Regions from separate parts of the Mus musculus genome. Here regions 2 and 3 are each linked to region 1. A link is a contact called in public Hi-C data. All regions are on one chromosome and are shown on one strand. The core of a region is the stretch at or near the end of the contact, and the rest is flanking DNA. Distances in the headings are between cores, read along the strand shown. Region 1 has its middle 110 kb from the start of Gm30073. Region 2 has its middle 13 kb from the start of n-TKctt21. Region 3 has its middle 41 kb from the start of Gm30073.

What was found. Hi-C and Micro-C count contacts between places; a contact is called where the count stands out from the background.
Region 2: a Hi-C map of bone marrow-derived macrophages shows a contact between it and region 1, with 58 read pairs. The contact joins two enhancer-like sites. A contact is called at or near these places in 6 of 484 Hi-C or Micro-C datasets (the HPC-5 cell line, bone marrow-derived macrophages, cortical neurons and 3 more) and 4 of 115 datasets of contacts at active chromatin or transcription factors (bone marrow-derived dendritic cells, bone marrow-derived macrophages, embryonic stem cells and 1 more).
Region 3: a contact with region 1 is called in a Hi-C map of bone marrow-derived macrophages, with 77 read pairs. The contact joins two enhancer-like sites. A contact is called at or near these places in 1 of 15 datasets of contacts at CTCF or cohesin (the NIH/3T3 cell line), 5 of 484 Hi-C or Micro-C datasets (bone marrow-derived macrophages, embryonic fibroblasts and macrophages), 3 of 115 datasets of contacts at active chromatin or transcription factors (bone marrow-derived dendritic cells, bone marrow-derived macrophages and embryonic stem cells) and 1 of 9 other capture datasets (bone marrow-derived macrophages).

The regions. Positions count from the first base shown.
Region 1 is chr10:87,689,594-87,692,436 of GRCm38.p6, forward strand. No RefSeq gene overlaps it. Among named protein-coding and RNA genes, the nearest start is that of Gm30073, 110 kb to the right of the region's middle. Within about 2 kb of position 1,453, at least 4 of the 459 cell types and tissues checked have an H3K27ac peak or open chromatin away from gene starts, as enhancers often do. A contact at or near this core is called in bone marrow-derived macrophages, where this site is marked.
Region 2 is chr10:87,815,889-87,818,731 of GRCm38.p6, forward strand. No RefSeq gene overlaps it. Among named protein-coding and RNA genes, the nearest start is that of n-TKctt21, 13 kb to the right of the region's middle. Within about 2 kb of position 1,458, at least 20 of the 459 cell types and tissues checked have an H3K27ac peak or open chromatin away from gene starts, as enhancers often do. A contact at or near this core is called in bone marrow-derived macrophages, where this site is marked.
Region 3 is chr10:87,755,800-87,758,642 of GRCm38.p6, forward strand. No RefSeq gene overlaps it. Among named protein-coding and RNA genes, the nearest start is that of Gm30073, 41 kb to the right of the region's middle. Within about 2 kb of position 1,417, at least 5 of the 459 cell types and tissues checked have an H3K27ac peak or open chromatin away from gene starts, as enhancers often do. A contact at or near this core is called in bone marrow-derived macrophages, where this site is marked.

The sequences.
Region 1 (2,843 bases), core at 203-2,702:
TAGGGTTGGGACATCTTACTCATCTCACCTTTCCATGCTGGGATTTTGACTGCCTTCAGTTTGCAAGGGGCTTGTGTATGTATCAACAGCCACTGCTTACTCATATGTGCAGTTGCTCTGTGTATCTGAAACAATTGTTCTCCTACTGATGACTCTACATTCTTTTGGCCCCCTTTTCCAAAATGACCCTTAAGCCTTAGGAGGATGGGATGTAACTGTGACATAGATGTCCCATTTAGGTCTGAGCACTCCATAATCTCTTACTCTTTGTACCCTGTCCACTTTTTGATCTCTGTGTCACAAACGGAAGCTTCTCTAATAAGGAGTGTAACGTTCTAACCTCTGTGTATAACAGGGAGTCATTGGGAATTGGTTTGATATTCTGTCCCTGTAGCAGAATAACGGTCGCACGTGCTCTCATAGGGCCTATGGCCCATCTAGCCGCAGGTGATTCAACATTATTTTAATAATCTTATAATAATTTAAAAGTGGTAACTTAATCATTAGTTAGGCATTCTGATTATAATTGCTGCTATTCAGGTATTTTAAGGGACATGTTGTTTTCTTAAGAACAATTTTCAAGAATGGAATGATTAGATATAAGTTATGCCTGAGTTTAAAGTTTTATAATATATCTACATATTATATACTATATATGAATTATATTATTTTGATTAAGCACCTTTTGAATTCCTCATAGAAGTATTCCCCAAGTCTTCCTGAAGGTTTTCTTCTGGAAATAGGAAACTTTTCTTTGCTAGCTTACATTTTTCTCTTTAATACTTTCAAACGTATTAGCTTCATAAATGGTTCCATGCTTCATTGTTTTAAAGATAACAAAAGAGTAGATAAGAGGGGCCATTTCCCCAGGATCACAAAACTAAGAGCTAACATGTAGCCGAATCAGAGCCACCTCAGGAAAGTCCTCTAACGTAGGGCTAGTGCTTTTCCATCTTTCCTACTTCTCCTTTTCAGATAAAGAAACTAATATCGAGTATATTGGTCAGACATAGTCACTTCAGTGAAATACTTGACCCAGACTACTGCTGAAGAACATAGTTTATTTTCTCCACAGTTTTCTAGGTTCAAGGGTGTGGAGCCTGCCTTAGGTAAGTTTTGATGAGCCCCCGTAACAAATTGTGAATTGTGGGATGGTAATGGCAAGAGTTATACATTAGAGTAAGGCAGTCACAATCTTATCCAGGAAGGAGAGAGAAGGAGAGATCAGGGAGAAAGAGGGCAGAGAAAGAAAGACATGTTCCTTTTAATAACCATCTTCTTATAAAAATGGCCAAGGACTCATAGGAAATCACTTAAGTTCTTTTTGTGAACATATCTCCAGGGATCCAATGACCTCCTATTACTTACCACATCTTCAGAGCTCCCTCATCTCCCATTGATGGTGCCCTGGGCACCAAGCCTCCCTCCACTAGGGGACACTGAAGTCATATGCAAACCATGGCAGCTAAAAAACTCTAAAAGGAACTTGACAAATCCAACACAAGTCAAATAATAGACACAGTCCCACAATTCTTTTAGAAAATGGTAGCCTACTCAAGATTCATCTGCAATAGCAAACATCTAGAAGCAATCTGAAAAACTAATCAGATACAAGAATAAGCTGAAACATTGTAACTATCATGAATGACTGTGTAAATGAGTGACAGGAGTAACTATTGAACTGGGGGCTGGAGAGAGCCTGCTGGAGTAGTTTGAACTTCTCCCAGTATCTATTCCAAGTTTACCTGTATTGCTTCCTCGCTCAAGAAGTCACCATGGCACTTGCATCTACCCTCAAAGAAAGGACAATAAAAAGCACATCCATCCATATGTGAGGGAGAGGTGAGCTACCTCTGCCATACCCCTCACCATCTATGGCAGGTTCTGAGAGCTGCCTCTGTCCCCAAGAGCCTGCCCAGCCCCTTGCCTGATGCGACATAAGAGCCATATACCTGGCATGATCAGTACAACAGAGCTGACCCTGCAGGTGTGGGCACCAATGAGCCATCCTGAGGGCATGACAGCAGGAAAGCCCCTCTGCCCCTTGCTATCATCATTGGTTGAGCTAGCCAAGTCATTGCTGGAGATCTCACCCTAGTGGTATGGGTATAGAACTGGCTGGCTGATCAGCTTAGCTACCATTCAGGCCCAGATTCGGGGCTTTGAGTTGGCCCACCCTAAACATCTACCTCATTTATGAACTGCTTGAGTGCATGGAGGGTCTGGTCCTACAGATCCAAAGATGCAGGATCTCCATGACACAAGGCAACAATGGGATATGGAAGAGGAATCACAGATCCAGTATTATCCAGTATTGATAGTGTAGTAGAAGCCAGAGGCCTCAAACCAAACCAATGGCTCATTGTGATGAATATTTGCTAGCAAAGAGGTGTGGACCAAAGGGTATACTTTAGGACACACTGTGTGACACAGCACAGATTTCACAAGATTTTTTTTTCTTTTGGGGGGAGGTTGCAAGGGTAAAGGTGGGTACAAAGGGACAGGGAGATGGATGAGTGGGATTGGGGCACATGATGTGAAATAAGTCCACATATTCCAATGACAAAAGAATACTGAGGAGAGAGAGCGCTTGTAGGTCTCAAGCAGGGGTTGTGTTTATATTGTTTTCTCACTGGAAAAAAATCTGTTCTTAGAACATCTTCTACATTCAATTGTTTTTCCAACTTTCTATCTAAAATTCATTTAGTTATAATGTCTGCCCACACATATAAATTAAAACAAATACCTAAATAAATATCATAAAAGTACACTAAGCAATACCAAGAGACTTGACTAACTCGGAGTTTTGAAAGAAAGGAAGGAAGGCAGTGCTCAGATTGTCT
Region 2 (2,843 bases), core at 208-2,707, 130 kb after region 1:
TTTAGTGTCTGTATATGTGATGGATCCTACCATCTCTCTATCCCATTTACCAAAGCCCCAGTAGAACTAGACTTTCAACAAATTGGAACGCTGTAGAATTAGTTAATGAAATCAGTGGAAACCTGCAGCCAAGCTTCAAAAGTATTAATTCACTGATCGCCACCATTAGGAAGAAGATGACTGAAATGTATTATGGTTTGAATATTTGTGAAGCCCCAAAAATGTATATGTTGAAACCTAGCCTTGAGGCACTGGGGTTATAGGAAGATCTGAGGTCTTTGGGAAGGAATTAGATCCATGAAGGCAGAACCCACACGAACAGGATATGAACGCTTTGACAAATGAGAAGCCTGAAGACCACCATACTTTTTCTATTGTGTTAGGCCACAGTGAGAAGGTGGCACCCAGGAGTTAGGAAGCAGACCCTGCAGACTCTCCCAGGACTAGTCGGCCTGGGAGAGGTGAACATCCATCCTGCAGATCCAGAGGATGCTCTGGTAGAGAGGACAGGCTGGATGTTCTGATGCTTACAACAAGTCTCAGTCCAACCACGGTACCTGCCCTGCTTCCCAACTCCAGTCTGCAAACACAAGGGACTGCTCCGCTCACCTCATATAGATTCTCTTCTCTCCGTTCTTCCTCCTGCCTCTCTCACTGAGCTGCATAGCTTGCCAGGATCATCGATGTGTTCATATCGCAGTTCCCAAGCCAAAACTGCTATCGTGTATTTTCAAAGAGGCAGAGACTGGTTAACACATTAAAACTTGCTGAAGTATGTTGTAATTTTCCCACTAAGGTGAGTCCAGAGCTGAGCTCAGACTGAATTGCCATGAGAATTTTGGTTTCATTTTTGTTGTGTTGAAGAAGAAATGTTTCTTATTACTACTACTACTACTTATTCACTCTACATCCCACCCACTGCTCCTCTCCTATTCACCCTTTCCCACAATCTTTCCCCCATCCCCCTAGCCCCAGCAAAGGTATCCATCATTGGCTGAAAAGTATACATTTTTCAGCATGGAGCATTACTGCTGACAAAAACCCACTTTAGGAAGTAAGATTTCTTCTCTTATTCATAGAATGATTCATGTCACACACACTTCTTTTTTGACTCACACGGTACGTCACAACAGGCTTTGTAAGGCTTATAATTACTGAGGCTATTTTTGTGTCTCTATTCATTGCTTTCCCCCACCCGCCTTCTCTGCATTAATAACCAGTCCATCCCCCCCCCCTCATTATTCAGTACGCAGCAAAATAGAACTGGTGTCAGCCAATCAGCCTCTTGTATGGTGACTCATTTTTAGGCAGAAGCTTAAAAACATTGGTCCTTGTCAACAGAAATTAAGCCTGCTGCTACCCTATTCCTGAGGTAGATCCAGGAAAACTCTGAAATAGAATGGGAACAGATCTCATATCTAATTAGATCCTTTCTATCTCTGAGAATTGTATTCAGTGCAATCATTACTGCCACCTGCTTGACAGTGTGTACAATACTTTGTTTAAGCTTCCCCACTACTGGATCCATTTAACAGACCAAACCACTGAGGCTCAAATTAAAAACCAGGCTCCATGTGATTTGGACTTTGTACAACCATAATTTTTTTTTAAATCTCACTCCATGCATCCTCTCAGTCTATAGTTCTTCCCAGAAGATATGGATTAAAATATTGTGGAGTGCTTTCAAAGAATAATACTGGGTTTCTTACATCAGGGTCATGCAGGAGCTGGCTTGTTAGATACACAGTGGCAGCGTCTTGGGCTGGCCTAGTCAGGTGGCCATTCCCACAGCACCAGAAGATGACTCTGCAGCCCACTGAGCATTGACAGAAAACACCATGGCAAACAGCCTCAAGTAAAAGCTCAGCTGTCCTAGATGAGAAGTGAGCAAGCTAGATCTTGGAGGATCAAATGGGGTATGTCATCTGTTTCCCCAATCCATGGCAACCCCACGTTTAGCCTCACAGCCCATAACTGCCCCTTGAATCGATATCTAGATGATGCCATAAGACAGTTACTGAGCCAAACATCTTACAGGCATGTCTCTGGGGCCTTGAACCTCTCCAGCACCATCAGCAGCTTCGGTCTGGCGCCGGCTGCAGCAGCTGGAAGTTCAGAAGTCAGTGTCTTTGTGAAGCCAGGCACTCTAAATCTAATTCCAGACACAATCTGCTGCCAGCTGCAATGAGCTGCTTCTTCCTCCGGGACCTGTTTCTCCATGAGTTACATCAAGGTCCTCAATAAATGGGCGTATGGCAATAATCAACAGCTGGACAAGAAGTCAGAGGACTTGGGTTCAAATCCTGTCTCAGCCACTGTAGTTGTGCCTAGGTGATTGCAAGTCCCCTAGGTTGGTTTAGCTAACTGGGAAGTAGGGGTGGAAGCATTCACTGTAAAATCATGGGAGAGTCTCACATCTTGTAGGCAGGACAGATTGTAGGTTGGAAGATTTGTGGTTGGGTTGGTATCCCAGTTCCTTCCCAGGAAGTCTTCCTTGGTTACAGGAGATGGCTGGTTCAGGCTCCGTAGTCCCCATTACCAGGAGTCTTAGCTAAGGTCACATTCTTAGAGTCCTGGAAATTTCCACTGAACTAGGTTTCTAGCTCATTCCCAACTTGTCCCCCAACCAGTTCCAGTTGTCTCTCCCGGTATTGTTATTCCCTCCTTCCAGCTTTCCCCATATGAATGTTCCTGTTCCCATCCCCACACATTCCCAGTTTATCCATTATGTCTGTTCTTCTCCTTACCAGGGAGATTCATGTATCTCCCCCTTGAGCCCTCCTTGTTACTTAGCTTCTCTTGCTCTGCAGGTTGTAGCACAGTAATCCTTTACAGCTAATATC
Region 3 (2,843 bases), core at 167-2,666, 66 kb after region 1:
AAAGGTGTATAAAAGTGAAGTCTCTTTTGCTCTCCCTACCATGTGCCCCCTTTTTCCCAGAAGTAAATACTATATTGAAATTGGAATGGATCCTTAAAGGTATTCAACATTACGGCAGATGTGTATTTTTAAACAGTACAAAGTATTCAACTTTAAAAATGTTTTATGAATGCTCTCCAGCTGTAAGTACCATTCTAAAATTTTTCATTCAATAGACATTTATGAGAGCGGGCTATTGTTTTAACCATCTTTACATGAAGAGAAGAGAGCACTTTTTATTCTTTACAGATGGACATGAGGTTGCTTCCAAGTTTATATTACCAAATGTCCTTGTTCTTCGGTTCTTGAACTCCTTTAAAGACAGTCTTTAGAAGCCAACTAGCCAGGCCATAGAGTTTGCATGTTTTCAATTTTTGATTGTCAAATTACTATCAAGCAACATTGTTATCTTAGTCTTTTGAGTCCATGTACTCTTCCAAAGCCCAAGACACTTTTGAGAAAAGCTAAAAAGTAAAAGTAAATAAATACTAAAATCAGCAAATTTGAGCTCCAAGTGCCATGACACTCAGGCAGCAACTAGAAATTCCTATGTCTTATTTCTCAAATAGAAAATGAGGATAACAATATTTTGCCCAACTTATTCCCTGGGCTTTGATATAGACATAAATAAAATCATGACAATGAATGCTCTCTGTAATCCCAGACATGCTGATTACTTTGTTTAAAAAAAATGCATACATAAAATGATCCCCTTCGCTGCTCAAATCTGAGTGTTAATGGTAAATAAAGTCTTGACTTCTACTTGAAAAATGTGGATGTGAGCAGCTTCATTTAAAGGTTTTCAATTTCTTAAATGTTGAGAACTTTGTTCATATTTCTGATTTATGACAGCAAAATAAAAAAAATTTTTCCTTTGAAATCCAAAGCAGGGTGCGCAACAGGATAATCTGATGGTCAGGTGATCTTCATCCAAGATGGCCTATGACTTATTTGAGAGAAGGGGGACTCATATACATGCTATGAGCAGCAGAAGGAATTTAATATGATTTAATAACTTAATATATTCCCTCTAATAACCCCATGCTATAAACTCACCTTACAAGGAAGGGCTTTGTAGCATAGAAAATTTAATTATCCTACTTGAGGTCACTCCATCAGAAAACATTAGAATCAGGTATTGAACACAATGCTAGTATTATCAGCTCTTAAAAAAACAAACAAACAAAAATGAAAACAGAAACAAACCCACCACATTATCTGACCACAAGTAGCGACACTGAATGCACATGATGACAAATGCGTGGCAAGAGAAAGCATCAGAGATTCTGGGAATGTGTGTGCCCTGGACAAAGCCACCTCACCTCCTACCACCTCGCAAGCATCCAGCAGAGCAATTTGAGCTAATAGTACTTCCCTTTCCAGCAATGATCTCAGAAAGCATTAGTAGAGAAAAGGCACTACAAAGAGAACGTATTTCCCTGGGATTACAGACAGAGCTGTTTCGCAAGCCTGTCACAGCAGAGTGGTCGGTCCTGTAATATCTAACATGTGTGTAGCTTTCTGTAGCCCACATGCAGAAGGTATTTGTAATATGTAAAAAGATGAAAGGTAACCTTGATATATGATTATTGGGGAATTTAGAGACAGTTTTCCCTAACTCTATTTCCCTCCCAAACAAATGCTCATAATTCAAAGTGCATGTCTACACTATATAAATTACTATAAACATGAACTTTGAGACACCTATATTGAAACCAAGTATGAAACCAAACAAATTTCCCCCCAAACAAGATCCTTTTCTATCAAATGTTTATAGAATCATCTTTAAAGATTAGAATTTTGTTTGAAGCAGCAATAATCAAATCAAATAAATAATGAAGTACACGGATCAGCAGCAAATTTACAACTTACCTATGAATAAGATTAAGGTTGCAAGAAAAAATATATAATAGGTTAATCTCACAGTGGGCATTGTCTGATTTGACATCACTGTTTAACTTTACAAAATATGTTGGATGGAGTTCACATTTTCTTTTATATTATTGGGAGTTATCTATTCCTTAAAGGTTTGCTAGAACATCCCCATGAAGATAATTGGGCCAGATCTTTTTTTGAGACACACATGGTTTCTACCTCTGTTTCCTTTGTGTTTATTAGACTATGGTACTGAGATTATTTTGTCAATTTCTTTAATTTTCTTGACTTATTTAGGATTCAAGTTCCTCTGTACAAAATGGTTTGTGAAATTTCTATAATTTTCAAAACATTTTTGTACCCTCTGATGGTACAAAATTTGTTTCTGATCCTATTGTCAATTCAAATTCTATTTGTGTCTTCCTTTTTCTTCCAGTTATTATTTTTCCAGAGTTTTAATTACTTTGTGAGACTTTTCACAGAATTGGCTCTTGGTTTCACTTAGTAACTCTATGATTTGATATTTGTACAGTTTTCTAATTTCAACTTTGGTTTTCTGTTGATAATCCCCATTCTAATATTTCTTTATTCCTTTTACCCCTAGCTTCCTGGATGGGAAGACTAATTTATTTTTAAACATTTAAACCTTTTTAAACTTCCAATAAGCCACTTACGGGTATAAATCTCTTTTCAAGAACCAATTGACTACTATCCTATAATTTTTATTTTCATTCAATTCTAAGCATTTGTTATTTTCATTAAACACACAAATCAAATTAACTCATTTTTGTTTGTTTTAATGTGAGAATATACAATCCTTTCATAAGCTACATATTGTCATTAATTGTTAGGCTTCTGCTACTGCAGTCACTAAATATGATTCACACAGTATTTCTCCAGGGGCTTCCTGTATGGTCATACTGCATCAA